2 separate regions of the Pan troglodytes genome follow, and region 2 is linked to region 1. Evidence: chromatin contacts called from public HiChIP or PLAC-seq data. All regions are on one chromosome and are shown on one strand. The core of a region is the stretch at or near the end of the contact, and the rest is flanking DNA. Distances in the headings are between cores, read along the strand shown.

Region 1 (6,420 bases), core at 2,450-4,949:
TAGGATGTTCACCTTGGCCCCATGAATGTCCGCTTGCCCCTGGAAGAGAACTCATCTTATCTTTACATTCTTAGTTGCTTTCAAAGGGGTAGCAAAAGCTAAGGCATTTCTCTTTGGAGCCACAACTTTGCTGCTCGCAGATGGTCAGTAAAATAGGAGCCTGGTGGCCTGTCTAATCAGAACCACAAATAAAGGACAGTGTGAACTCTGAACTGTGCATCCCTCAGCCACCTGGATCCTTTAGAGGGGGAAAGTTCCTGATACAGAAGTGTCCAGGAAGCAACAGAGCAATGGGCTCAGATATGTAAGGCCATGTCAGGGCCACTCGGAGCATGGAGGTGATGTTCGGAAGAGCCCTAGACCCCACCAGGGTCATTGGGTGGGCTTGGCTGTCATCTTCCCTACCTCAGCCTTTGAGAGACAACGTTGGAACCCTCCCAAACGCATGCTCTTGGCTGACTGCTGAGGCAGAGTTGGTGGAGTGGTATTGCGGACTAGGAGACCAGATTCCTGGTTCCCCCTTCACCTCTTCCTGCTTTGCTGTGTGATCTTGTGAAAAGAATTTTGCCTCTTTGAGTCCTAGTTTCTCACTCTCCAAACATACACTTCTTCCTTTCTCTACCACAAAGCTAATAAGAATTTTGAAAATAATCCAACTCTTTAGGGTGATGGTGGCTTTTTCTGTTTTGGAATGGGCTAAGGGTCCTCCTGCCCCCATCCTCCCTCTCGTTGGGATTCAGCTGCCTCCTAAGATCTCTTTGTCTTTGTTTACTACCAGCCAGCATCCAGAAGGGGTGGGGAGGTGGCTCCAACTCTCTGGGGGCTGTGGTTAATTGGGCTCCAGCGAGCCCACTCCAGGGACCTGGAGAGCTGCAAGGGAGAGTTCTCTCAGGTGTTTTTAAGATTGTGAGTGGTAGGGGGTACTCTTAGAATTGGGAAGAAACCCCATGTTGAAAATGGAAACCAGAATTGGTAGGAGAGAGGCCTAAACAGGGCTGGGAGTGCCTCAGGCACTGTGGTGTTGGGCTCACCTGCAGCCTTTGGGTGTTCAGGAGGGGAGGAAGGTCACCCAAAGCCTAATTCTGGATCCTTTTGTGGAATTCCGATTTGGCTGTATACATATCTTCCTAAGTCACCTCTCTCTCATCTCTGGTATTTTAATCCTCATTGCCCTCCTTCTCTGTCGGGTCCATGGCCTTTCCTTGGGACTTCCCTGAGGCTGTGATGTAGAGATGGCAGTGGAAGTCTGATGGACAAGGAAGAAGGTGCAAGCATCAAGCTCCCCCTTCACCCCGGAGCAGGAGGGAGCCAGAGGCACAATGGCTTTAGGAGGCTTTGAAGATCATGGGTTTGGTGGTAGCTTAACTACACTCTAGCCAAGCCAAGGACCCCATTTTGGGATACACGAAACTGCCCATCACCCCCAAGGGTGGGTTGGGGGCTTTTCTTTGGGGGAATGGGAGGGAGACTTATACCTATCATCATGGAAAAAAACCCTCTTCCAAACCAAGCAGGTGTTCAGGAACCAGAGTGGGAGAATAAACGCTGGCCAGGAACCAGCCCCACCAGTAACTTGCTCCATGACCTCGGAAAAGTCAACCCCTGTGTCTGTTTCCTCATCTGTATAAGGGGAGTCATGGTCTGCCCAGCAGCCTCACACCTTGAGAAAGTGCAATTGTGCTTAAGTACAATGTCTCAGATCAACGTAAGGATCTGCGTGGTTATGGACAGTGCTCTTGCTTGTCCCTCTGAGAATGGGGGAAAGTAGAACTATAGAGTCCTCTGTTTATAGCTGACTCATCTACCAGGAAGCCAGTGGTGTAACCTTGGCTGCTTGGTAACTTTCCTTGAATCATGCAAGTCTGGTGCAGATAAACTGGCAGGAGCCTCCTTAGGGAATGTGCATGTCATCTGGAATACTAAAAGCCTGCACTTCTCTGAGGAGAGCACTTTGTACCAAGGGAATTTTATGGCAGGAGCTGGGGATTGGAAACACAATCCCTCCTTAGCCCCATTTTACAGATTTAACCATCTACCCACTTCCGTCAGTAATTCATAGGCAGAGCACAGTCCTAACTCAGGTATTCAAATGCCTAGTCCCCTACCCCTCTAGCTTTCTCAGTTGGCTCCAAGGAAACAAAATTTCACCCATTAGCATCCCCAGACATTAACCCCTGCCTCCCCATAGCACTCTGGGCAGAGGATCTCTGTTCAGCCACCTCCACACCCTGCCAAGGCGAGGAAGGGAGGAGGGAAGAATGGAGTGAGGCACACCTGATGCCCCTCTGTTTTCCATCCCCCTTGCTATCAGACCCCAGGATAAACTCCCTGTCATCCCACACAGATCTGGGACAGGGGCCTGAATGACAGGTGTCAGAGCCCACAAGGCTGAGCCTGGCCCCCTGGGGGGCTGTGCAGTGCAGTGGTTAAGAACTTGTCTTCTGGAGACAGCATCTGTCTTAGCCTTTCCCGTTGGCCTCCCTTTGGGGTCAGCCCCTCCAGGAGCCATTAGCTACCCGAGGGGAGGGTAGCTACAGACACCACAAAATGTCTGAGATGCCAGAATATTTTGGATGCTCGTCTTAGCCAGGTCTGTGCATAGAGAGGGAAATCCGATCACTTATTTTTTCGGAGTAACAGAAACAGAGTCTCTAGTGATATCAAAAGCCTCTAAAGGGGGACCACCCTTTATGCCTGAGTCAGACCACCACAGGCACTTGGAATCCCAGTGCTGGGGGCTACCTCCAAAGGTCATTTGGTCTGGCCCTTGCTTTTTGGGTGAGTCAGTGTCAAGACCACACAGAGCAGAGGGTTAGTCACTGAGGCACTTAGGGTGGTGCCTCCCCCTACCCAGGGATGAAGTCACCAAGAGTACCCAGGATTATCACTATGAGGGAACAGGTCTGGGACTGGCACCCCAACGCTGCCCGCCACCACACCCACTGCTGCTGTATTGGGAAACCTACATGCCCACGGCGGCTGGAAAATGGACAAAGGAAGCAGGGGGGTGTTCAGGGCCCCCAGTGCCATTTTCCACTCCTGCTCCCAGCCAATCAAGCTGGGGAGGCCACGTTTCCCTTCAGGATCCCCTAATTTATCCCAGCCTCCAGCAGGGTAAGGGGGCTAACCTAGCATTCAACAAAAGGGGAAGAGGAGGAAAGAAATGAGTGGTCTTCTGAGACCTGTGGCTGGAGCAGCTGAAGGCAGGGGAGGTGGGGGAGATGGCAGGGGGAACCTGGAGGCCTTCCCAGCCCAGGCCACCTCTCTGAGAAAGCTCCCACTTGCTCAGAATAAAGGTGCAAATGCGGGTGGGCTCTGGGTCATCTATGTTAGGGAAGAAAGTTACTGACAGTTGTGCCCAGAGCAGCCGGATGTCTCCCAAACCCGGGACCCCTACCCCAGCAGGCTCTGCGACCAGACCACCTCCTGAGGGCAAACGTACACCTGCCCGCATTCAGCGCCGCCCCCTGTCCCCTTCACCGCAGATCCCCTGGGTGCCAATGGGCACAGAAGTTGGGAGCTTTACTGACCGTCTGCGTCAAAGTGCTTCCATATTTCCAGGAACTGGGACGCCGTCAGCTCGGCCAGGTGCAGGTAAGGGGGCTGCTGCTGCGGGCCAGCCATGGCGAGCCGCTCGGAGACCTCAGCCTGCACCGCTCCCGCTCCGCGCCGGCTGGGCTCTGGCACTCGCGCTGGGGCTGTGCGCCACGCTGCCCTTATATACGCTCTGGAGCCTGCGCCTGCGCCCGGCCGCCAGCAGGGGGCGCGCGCGCTCAGGGAATCCGACCGGGGCGCGGCGCGGCGGGGGCGGCGGCGCGAGAGGCTCGGCCCGGACTCCTAGAGGGCCCTTACCTCTGCGCTGAGGCCCCTCGGCGCCGGGCCAGGGACACCCGGAGGATTTTCGGTGAAAATGAGGGAGAGGCTGCCCTTGCCTTCCCTCCCGACCGTCTCGAGTACATCCACCACTTATTATTGTTGGCAATAGCAATAATAATAACAGCAGTAACAACACTAATAGTAATACTAACACAAACTTGACAAATATTTAGCACTCGGGCTTCGGAGTTCACTAGGTCTCTGTTGTGCCTCCTCTCTTCTGATCCTTCCACAGCAGGAAGAGCTGGGACCACTTTTCTGATGAGGTACTTGTGACTTAAGATGATTAAGTGACTGGCCCAGCAAATTAGTGGCAGGGCTAGAATTTGAACTCAGCACTCTTTCCACGCAGCACGTGGCTCCTTCATGGGGCTCAGTCTTGCAGAGCAGCCAAGAGTTCTCAAGGCTTTAGTGGGGAGCAGCTGGAATCAGCAGTGCCCCGGGAGGATTCCGATGGAAGTGGCGTGGGGTGGGGGTGGGGGGCTTCCACTGTCTGTTTGGGTCCTGGTATATCCGTCCCCTCGGAGCCTCCCTCCACCCCTGGTACCTGCCTCACGCTGGCCATGCTCTGGGGGTCTTTTAGACATTTGGCCAGGGGGTGGCAGAACTAGATCAACCCGTACCAGGTCTTAACCACGCCCACCTAGGGACATCGTGGGAATGTGCCTGCTCCGGTGGACAGAGAACAACGTCCAACTCTGTCTTGGGGATGTTCTGAGCTGGTCTCAGAGAAAATAGACGCAGCTACTGAGCGCACATCCCGAGGGCAGCAGACAGGACTCCCCAGCAGGGAGCTGGGCCCTCTCCCCATTCTCTCCTGCGGTCTGAGCCCTTAGGGGTCTGTCCTGGCCTTGTGGTAAGGTAAGACACCTTACCCACAGAGTGACAGCATCATCCCTCCTTTCTCCCCTCTCCTGCCACGGAGTGACTGAGACATGAATTGGCGATCTTTAACATGTGCTAATGAGTGTTAGCTGAACCACCTTCCAAGAGGAGAGTGAAAGGCAAGGAGGTAAGTGAGAATGAAAAGGAGGTCGCTGGGGGAGAGGGGAACCCAGGAGGAGATAGAGAGAGGGTTGTCCCTTGGAGAGAGGGCCAAGCCCAGAGCAAGTCTCAAAGGGGCAATAGAGAATGCAGGTTCCAAAACCACTTGTTCTTTGCCTAGGGTGAATGTGTTTAGAGTTACTTGCAGGAACAGACTGGGGAGAGAAGTCATCAAAAGCTAGCTTTAGAGGTACCCATCCACCTTGCTGAGAGATTCACCAAAGCCCCTAGGGAGGCAGGATGACTCAGTGGTTAAGAGTAGGCACTGAAGAATCAGGCTGCTTGGGTGCGAATCCCAGAATAAGCTGTGTGACCTTGAGCAAATTATATAACCTGTCTCTGCCTCAGTTTTTCTCTTCTGCAAAATGGGCATGTGGGCATACGCCTTTTAGAATTGTTGGCTGGGTGCGGTGGCTCATGCCTGTAATCCTAGCACTTTGGGAGGCCGAGGTGGGCAGATCACGAGGTTAAGAGATTGAGATCATCCTGGCCAACATGGTGAAACCCAGTCTCTACTAAAAAAAAAAAAAAAAAATACAAAATTAGCCAGGTGTGGTGGTGCATGCTTGTAATCCCAGCTACTTGGGAGGCTGAGGCAGGAGAATCGCTTGAACCCGGGAGGCGGAAAGGTTGCAGTGAGCCAAGATCGCACCACTGCACCCCAGCCTGGGCGACAGAGCGAGACTCTGTCTCTAATAATAGTAATAATAATAATAATATAATTGTTCTGAGGGTTAAATGAGTTAGGGCTCCTGCTGCCCTTCATGGAACCAGTGATCAGTGGTTGGCTTGGCAAGAAATTTCTCAGTCAGCATCACCTCCCCTGGGGTAGCTAATGAATGGATCCTGGAGGGGCTGACCCCAACGGGAGGCCAACGGGAAAGGCTAAGACAGATACTGTCTCCAGAACACAAGTTCTTAACCACTGCGCTGCACAGCCCCCCACGGGGCCAGGCTCAGCCCTGTGGGCTCTGACACCTGTCATTCAGGCCCCTGTCCCAAATCTGTGTTGGGTGAGAGAGCTCATCCCTGCTTCTCCAAGAAGCAAAGCCAGTGTCCCCGTGCTACTTTGGTTTTCCTGGTGAGGAGTAAAGAGTGAAGCTCCTACTTCCTGCTTTCCAGAGCTGTTGAGATCAGGGGGACATGGTTCTGGGTATGACAGTAGGGTGGCCACAGTGACCTTTAAACTGTCTACTGGGACAGTCTTGCCTCGTTCATTTCAGATGCACAGTTGGTCTGTTTCTGGGAGGCCCATTCCTGGAGGACTGAGGAGCCCAAGCTGGTGCATTTGTGGTTTATCTCCAAGTTGAGTCCTGCAGAAACAGCCACATTGAGCAGTTACAAGTTCCTGCCCTGGAGTCAGATAGATATGGGCTCAAAACCCTCTTGCTGGTTGTGAGGCCTTGGGCAAAGCTATTTAACCTCTTTGAACCTTTCTAAAAATCAAGGTAATTAGTTTCACAAAGTCAGTGGAAGGACCAAAAAGAATGTAATCAAGGG
Region 2 (6,420 bases), core at 1,759-4,258, 680 kb after region 1:
CCCCAAGACTCTCTGCTTAGCTGAGCAGCCCACAGTCTTCCTGAGACCCCTTCCCAGGGCCACCAGGCCTCAGGGCCTGGAAACAGATACTTCCTAGCCCACATGGATCTGCTCCTCCAAACCAGTGAGGCCAAAGGGAGGGAGCAGAACATTTCATGAGACACTGCTGGAGGGTGAGTAGGAACAGGACAGGAGCCCAAGGGGATCTCATCCCCAGGGGCAAGCTAAGCACTGGGCTTGACAGGGACAGCAAGGCTACCGCATTGCACCATTATAGGGAGCATCATGCACACTAGCTGTGCAGTGCACAACCTGTGTTGCTGTACAGAGCAACTGGAGAGGGTGGCAGCAACAGGAATGTAGGAGCTGTAGGCATGTCCAGTGGTGAGACCGGCATTCCTCCTCCCAGGGACAGTGAGTGACTGCAGGCCTTGGGGCCCCAACACTCAAAAACAAATGTCCTGCCAAGTGGAGGGCCCGGCAGAGGCTCTTCAGCAATTCCCATTTCCCCAGTCCTAGCCCTGCCTCTCAGAGAAAGGGCCAAGCTGCCACCTCCCCCTTCTCCCCAGACCCTGTTCCAGGCCCCAGCTGGCTTCCTGGCTGGCTGCTAGCCCTGGCTTTCACCCCAAAGGGAGCCACTCGTAAACAGGAAATGCTTCCCAATGCGATGCCTGCTCTGGGCGCCATCGCCAGCCCACAGGCCGAGGGCAATAGCCAAGCAGCAGTGTTAGCTGTTCCCACCAACTGCGGAAGAGGGGGATGCTCAGGGGCTTCCCAGCTCTGGGGCCGGCCATGAGGGAAGAGTTGCCAGGCCTGAGACAGACGCCCAGAGGCCGAGCCCACCAGCCTGTGGCTCTGCCTCTGACCCCACTGCCCTCCAGCAGTAACCCCCCTGTGAGCTGATCCCTGACACTGAGCATTTCTGCTCCCTCTTCCCAGAGACAGTCTAAAGGCAGCCCCCAAGTCCCAGAGAGCTGACTCCCCTAGCATCGACTACGCAGAGCTGCTGCAGCACTTTGAGAAGGTCCAGAACAAGCACCTGGAAGTGCGGCACCAGCGGAGCGGGCGTGGGGACCACCTGGACCGGAGGGTTGTCCTCTGACAGGCCTGGCACGGAGGAGGGCCCACCGAGTGGTCCTATGAAACACTCAGGGTCGTCACGCCCTCCCGAGGAGCTCAAGGACCTGCCTGTCAGGACCAGGGCTGGGCCTGCCAACCCAGGGCAGTGTTGGGGCCGGAGGCTGCTGTGTCTGCCCAAGCTCCTCTGAGAGTCCAGTCCCCAGGCCTCCAGCGCTGTCAGCTGCACCCTGGCATTCACACAGAGCTGGCTGCCCACCCAGTGGGGGGCTATAGCCTCAGAGACCACTCATCCTCTGGAATCAACCTCTTTCTAATACCCTCTTGGAAAAAGAGCTTGCCCCTCCTCCAGCACACTAGAGCTCTGGCCTTGTGTGTATATGTATACATACGTGAACACATGCCTATGTGTGTGTGTGTGTACTTGTATGCACGTAGGCACCAGCACAAAGATCTGAATGATGCACCCCACCCCCACCCCAATAAAGAAATAACAGAAAACCCTCAACCCGAGCCGGCCTGCTCCTTCCCAGCTGACACGTGCAGCTGTCCGGGGGCCTCACCCTGTCCTGGAGATCGGGTTTCATGATGGCCCCAAGGAGTACTGGCTGCCCCAGGGCCTGGTCCCTGCACTCACCTGAGTGGAGCTATGGGCCTAGAGCCTAGGTCCCCACCTCTGGAACCTGCACCCTCCTAGAGAGCACCATGCACTGCCTGCCCTGGAATCCTGAACCCTGCCTTCCCCAATCTGCCTTTCTCATCCTGACTCCCTGGGGCAATGGGAGTTCCCCACTGGGGACATGGGAGCTGAGCCCCAGGAGTTCCTGGATGAAAGGGCAATGCACACTGCAGAACACTTTGCAGATCACGGGGCAAGGGGAGGAAAAGCCCAGAGCAGTCCAGGGAGGGGCAGGTGCCCCAACCACTGCTGCAGCTGAAAGCCCTTCCTCACCGGGAGTGGTACCACCTGCCCCCAGGCTTTGGGAACCCTGGGCTTGGTCTCCTAATGAGCTTGTAATTGGCTCCCTCCGGCCCATGGAGTAGGGGAGAAGGAGCTTGTGCCTGCTCTTCCCCAGAGTGCGCTCCCCCATCGTGCTGCCCCCCAGGGTGGGTTTCCCTGCCTGGAGTCTCCAGGACAGGCTGTGCTTGACATTGCTACCCCATGCACGTGTGTGCATCGCACCCACGGTGGACTCAGGCAGCAGAGACCAAGGACAGTCCAGCTCTGCTCTGCAGGTCCGACATTAGCCCCCACCCGCGAAGAAGAAGATTGTTCAAGGCCCAGGAGACTACCACTGCCCCCCAAATGCCCAGCCTCGGGCACCCCATCCGGGTGGCATCGGCACCACTTGGAGAAGGAGCCAAGGAACTTGGAAAGGTCCGAACTTGAGGAAGGTCTGTGCCTGCGATGAAACGTCCCAAGGCGGGCGGCTCCACGATACCCCGCGCCCTGCTGTGTGCGGTGTATCCCACCCATCCAGCCGATGCACCGACCCCATCCCGCCACTGTACCCACTGCCTGTCTTTAGAAGCGCGAGAAGCCCCCCGCCCCAGACCAAAGGCCAGAAGAGATCGTGGAGCCCCTGCCCGGGGGCCGAGGCCCAACCGCCAGTCCCGCTCCTGCGTGGGCAGGGCGGGCCCCGCCCCAGCGCCGCCCCCCGACCCTCGGTGGCGCCCGCGCCCGTCGGCCCCGCTCGCCGGACCAGTCTGGCAGCGCCCGGCCTCGGATTTCAAAGCCCTGGTTTCTGGCCGTGAATGGGCCTGCGCCCGCGCGGCCGTTCCCACAGCCCCCTCCCGCGCGGCCCGCCCTCCTTCCCTCCCTCCTCGCGGTCCCCCCTCCGCCGCGCCCACGTGACGCCCGATCCTCGGCGGCTCGGATTACCGCCGCCGTCAGTCCCCGCGCCGAGGCTGCGCCGCGAGCTGCCCGCGCCGCGCCCCCCGCGCCGCCCGCCAGCCCCGCTGCGACATGGCCCGCGCCGCCCGCCGGAGGCCCGCGACCCCGGAGCGCGGCGCGGCCGGCCGCTGAGCGCAGCCTGGAGGCGGGAGGCCCGGCCTGGCCTCGGAGCGAGCGCCCGCGCGGCCTGGCCCCCTCCCTTGCGCGGCTCCCCGCGCTCCGTGCGCCTAGCCGCCGCCGCGGCCCGGCCCAGCCAGAGCATGGAGACGGCGGAGAAGGAGTGCGGCGCCCTAGGCGGGCTCTTCCAGGCCATAGTCAACGACATGAAGGTAACCGGGGCGCGGCGGGGCCGGGCGCGCGGCGACGGGTGCGGGACCCCCCGGGGACGCGTGGCGGCGGGTGGCCGAGCCTCGTGTGGCCGCGCGCCGCGGTGTCTGTGTGTCCTTGTCTGAGCGCGTCCTGCCTGCGTCTGCTGGGCGCCCGTGTCTCCGGGTGCCCGTCTGGGGGTGTGGGTGCTCGTGTGTCGGGGTGTCCGTGCGGTGCCCGCGGTGGCCCCTTGGGGTCCTGACCCGAGCCTGTGCACACGCAGGCTCCCTGCGCCCCAGACCGCCAAACCATGAATGGGGTTTGGATCCAGGACCGACTCTAGGGCCCTTTAACGAGTCCGGGGTCTTACCGGCCTCCGCCCCCTTCCACCACCATGTTCCCCCACGGCCCAGACAATGCTGTCACCGCCAAAGCAGGAAAAAATAATAAAGCGGAGAACCGTTAACTCCTTCCCCGCCGACCTAGGCCTCTGCACCCGACCGTGAGACTGCGTCCCCCAGCCCCGCCCCACCCCCACAGCCCCAGGAAGCTCCAGGACTCCAAGGTCTCCAGGCTGAATGTCCCTGCATCCCAAGGATAGGCCTTGATCATCACCTTGGGAGGAGGCGGGATGAAGGCTGGGGTCGGTGGAGCAACCCCAAGGGAGCGCTTTTCCTACCCCATTACCACCCTGGGCTCTCAGCTCCGAGCCCTTCCTGTCTCCCAGGATTGCTTAAGGTCAGGCTGGATCCAACCACCCATTCATTCCTCACCCCACCAGGTGGGGAAACTGAGGCCTGGAAATGGCTCAAGGTCGTTAAGGAGACTATTGGACCCTTCCCCTGACCTCAGCCCCCATTTTTCCTCCTGCGAAAATTAGTGGGTTCCTCTCCCCAAATGAGGCCAGGGTTTGGCAGGGCTGCCCTACGCTGACTAGGCAGAGAGGGCCCAGCTCCAGTGATAGGGTGGGGGCCAGGAACCAGTATTCCTGCCCTCCTGCCGTGCCCCCTTTCCTTAGCCTAGGATGAAGGGGCAGGATTTGGGGGCTGGGAGGAGAAGGGGAAAGAACGAGGCACCCCACAGGATCTCCCAAGGGCCCCCACCCCCACACCCCAGCGCAGATTCTCCAAGTGCACAACACAGAATCCCACCAGGCCAGGGATGGGGGTGACACCACCCAGTACAGTGCTGCTAGGACAGGCCCCGTGAGGGGTGGGGGTTGCTGGCAGGTTGGAGTTCGAGGCTCCCGGTGCTGCCAGGACAACAGCCCCAGGGACAGCTGCCAGATCTCTGCCCCCGGAAGAGGCCTGAAGCCAGCCTGGCCTGGGACTACCCAGTTAGCGGCTTGTAGATGCCCCCCACCCCCTGCCCCTCATGGTGCACTCCCCCTGGGACCCCCATCTCTTGCAACTGTACATCTGGGCCCCTCCGCTGGCCCCCAGCAGTCCCCGCCTGTCCTGTGGACATCACAGCCCTGGCCCCAGGATCCTGTTAAGGGACTGGGCAACACAGACCACCCTCCCCTGGCCGATCCCAGAGCTGGCTCCGGATGGGCCTTCCCGCACCCCACCACCCACCACCACTGGCAGCCTCATAGCAACCACTGCAGAGAGCAGCAGATTTTGCTCGTGGAAGCGGACCAGGACAGTCTCTCTCCCTCTCCAGCCAATTTGCAAGGAACTTTGGGATGAGACAGAAGGAAGTGGGCCCAGATCATAGCAAGAGGTTCAAGCCAGACATCGGGCATGATTTGCTGACATGTGGAGGCAAAACAGGAGAGGCTTCACCTGGGATGATGCCAAGGACAGATTCGCCCCTACCTATGACACAGGCATGTGTTCAGGGGCCATGACCAGGGGCAGAGAAGGGGATGAGGCCCTGGAAGCTGACCACCTGGATTTGGGGGGGCAGCTTCTGGATTTTCCCCTCGGTGGCCTGAGCAGCAGGGCCTCCGTAGAGGAAGGGCGGCCATCAGCAGCCAGGTTGAGGAGACTGAGCTTGCCCCGTGAGGCCACCCCACAGTGAGTCCACAGGCCCCACAGAAGCCCTCCCCTGGGCCTCTGGGAGGCCCTGACCTTGGGCTGAGCGGGGGCCAAGGTCAGATGCCCACTGGTGTCAGGCTGCCCACTGAAACCCAGAGAGGGGCAGAGACTTGCCAAAGGTCATAGGCCTGGGCACAGCACCTTCAGCAAGGTGAATGGGGCCTCCACCCAGTGCTGGCTCAGCCAGAAAATGGGGTCATACTCTTCACCCACCCCTCAAGAGTGGGGAGTGTCACCTGGACACATAGGCCTGGCCAGGCCTCTGCTAGGGGCCCCTGCAGAGGGCAGGGCTTGCGTACTGTTAGCTGGTGTTAACTGAGCACTTACTGCATGCTGGGCGCTGCGAGGAGTGCTGGCTGAGCAGCACCTGCTTCAATTTCCACACTGACCCAGTGGGGCAGGTGCTCCTCCTCTCCTGATTTTACAGGTGAAGAAACTGAGGCTCAGACAGGGGGCCCTTGCCCAGGGGCACCTGGAAAGCCCACTCCCTGGGATTGGAGGCTGGATTGCTCACCCACACTCCACATCTGAACCACAGCCACTGCCGGGACAGAGACAGAGTCCCCTCATCCCTGTCCACTTGGGCGCCTCTAATGATAAGCCCCTCACCTCCCTACTCCAGAGCAGCCACTGTGCTTGGGGCAGAACTGGGTGTCTCTCACATCCCAGCAGTCCCTGCTGCCTCCCCAGCCTTGACGTTCAGTGCCTGTCTCCCTGCTTTGTAAGGGAGTCCCTCTACCTGGCGTGCAGTGACCAGGCAGACATGGGATCAGGTCCTGACCCTGCCACCCTGTGGCCGTGGGCAAATGAGCTAACCTCTACGGGCTTCTGTTTCCTTGTTGGTGAAATGGGGCTGTTGGGAAGGTTTACCTGGGCCTGTCCCAGGTGAAGGCTGAGGATGCTGTTCCTGGGGCACTGGCTGCTGGAGCCCTATCTCTTATTTTTAATCAGTGAAATTGACCTATCCATGAAGAGGCGGATATAAACAAATAAGACATAAGCTCTTTGTCTCTGGGGTCCTTTATGTGGTTACCGTGGGGAGGGGGGCGGGTCCAGGCCCTTAGAGACTGAGGCATCTAGGTCCATCTGCTGAGGGGAAAT

What was found. HiChIP or PLAC-seq counts read pairs in DNA pulled down with a chosen protein or histone mark.
Region 2: a contact with region 1 is called in an H3K4me3 HiChIP or PLAC-seq map of stem cell-derived excitatory neurons, with 8 times the contacts expected there. The contact joins the promoter of MTSS2 here to the promoter of CALB2 in region 1. A contact is called at or near these places in 1 of 7 Hi-C or Micro-C datasets (stem cell-derived neural progenitor cells) and 1 of 1 datasets of contacts at active chromatin or transcription factors (stem cell-derived excitatory neurons).

What each region holds. Positions count from the first base shown.
Region 1 is chr18:71,317,617-71,324,036 of NHGRI_mPanTro3-v2.0_pri, forward strand. CALB2 (calbindin 2) reads right to left here and starts at 3,700. Exons shown (of 11, transcript XM_016930126.3): 1 at 3,531-3,700. The coding sequence starts at 3,624.
Region 2 is chr18:71,996,161-72,002,580 of NHGRI_mPanTro3-v2.0_pri, forward strand. MTSS2 (MTSS I-BAR domain containing 2) reads left to right here and starts at 3,009. Exons shown (of 13, transcript XM_054669544.2): 1 at 3,009-3,300. The coding sequence starts at 3,232. VAC14 (VAC14 component of PIKFYVE complex) reads left to right here. Exons shown (of 19, transcript XR_010152443.1): 19 at 1-1,585.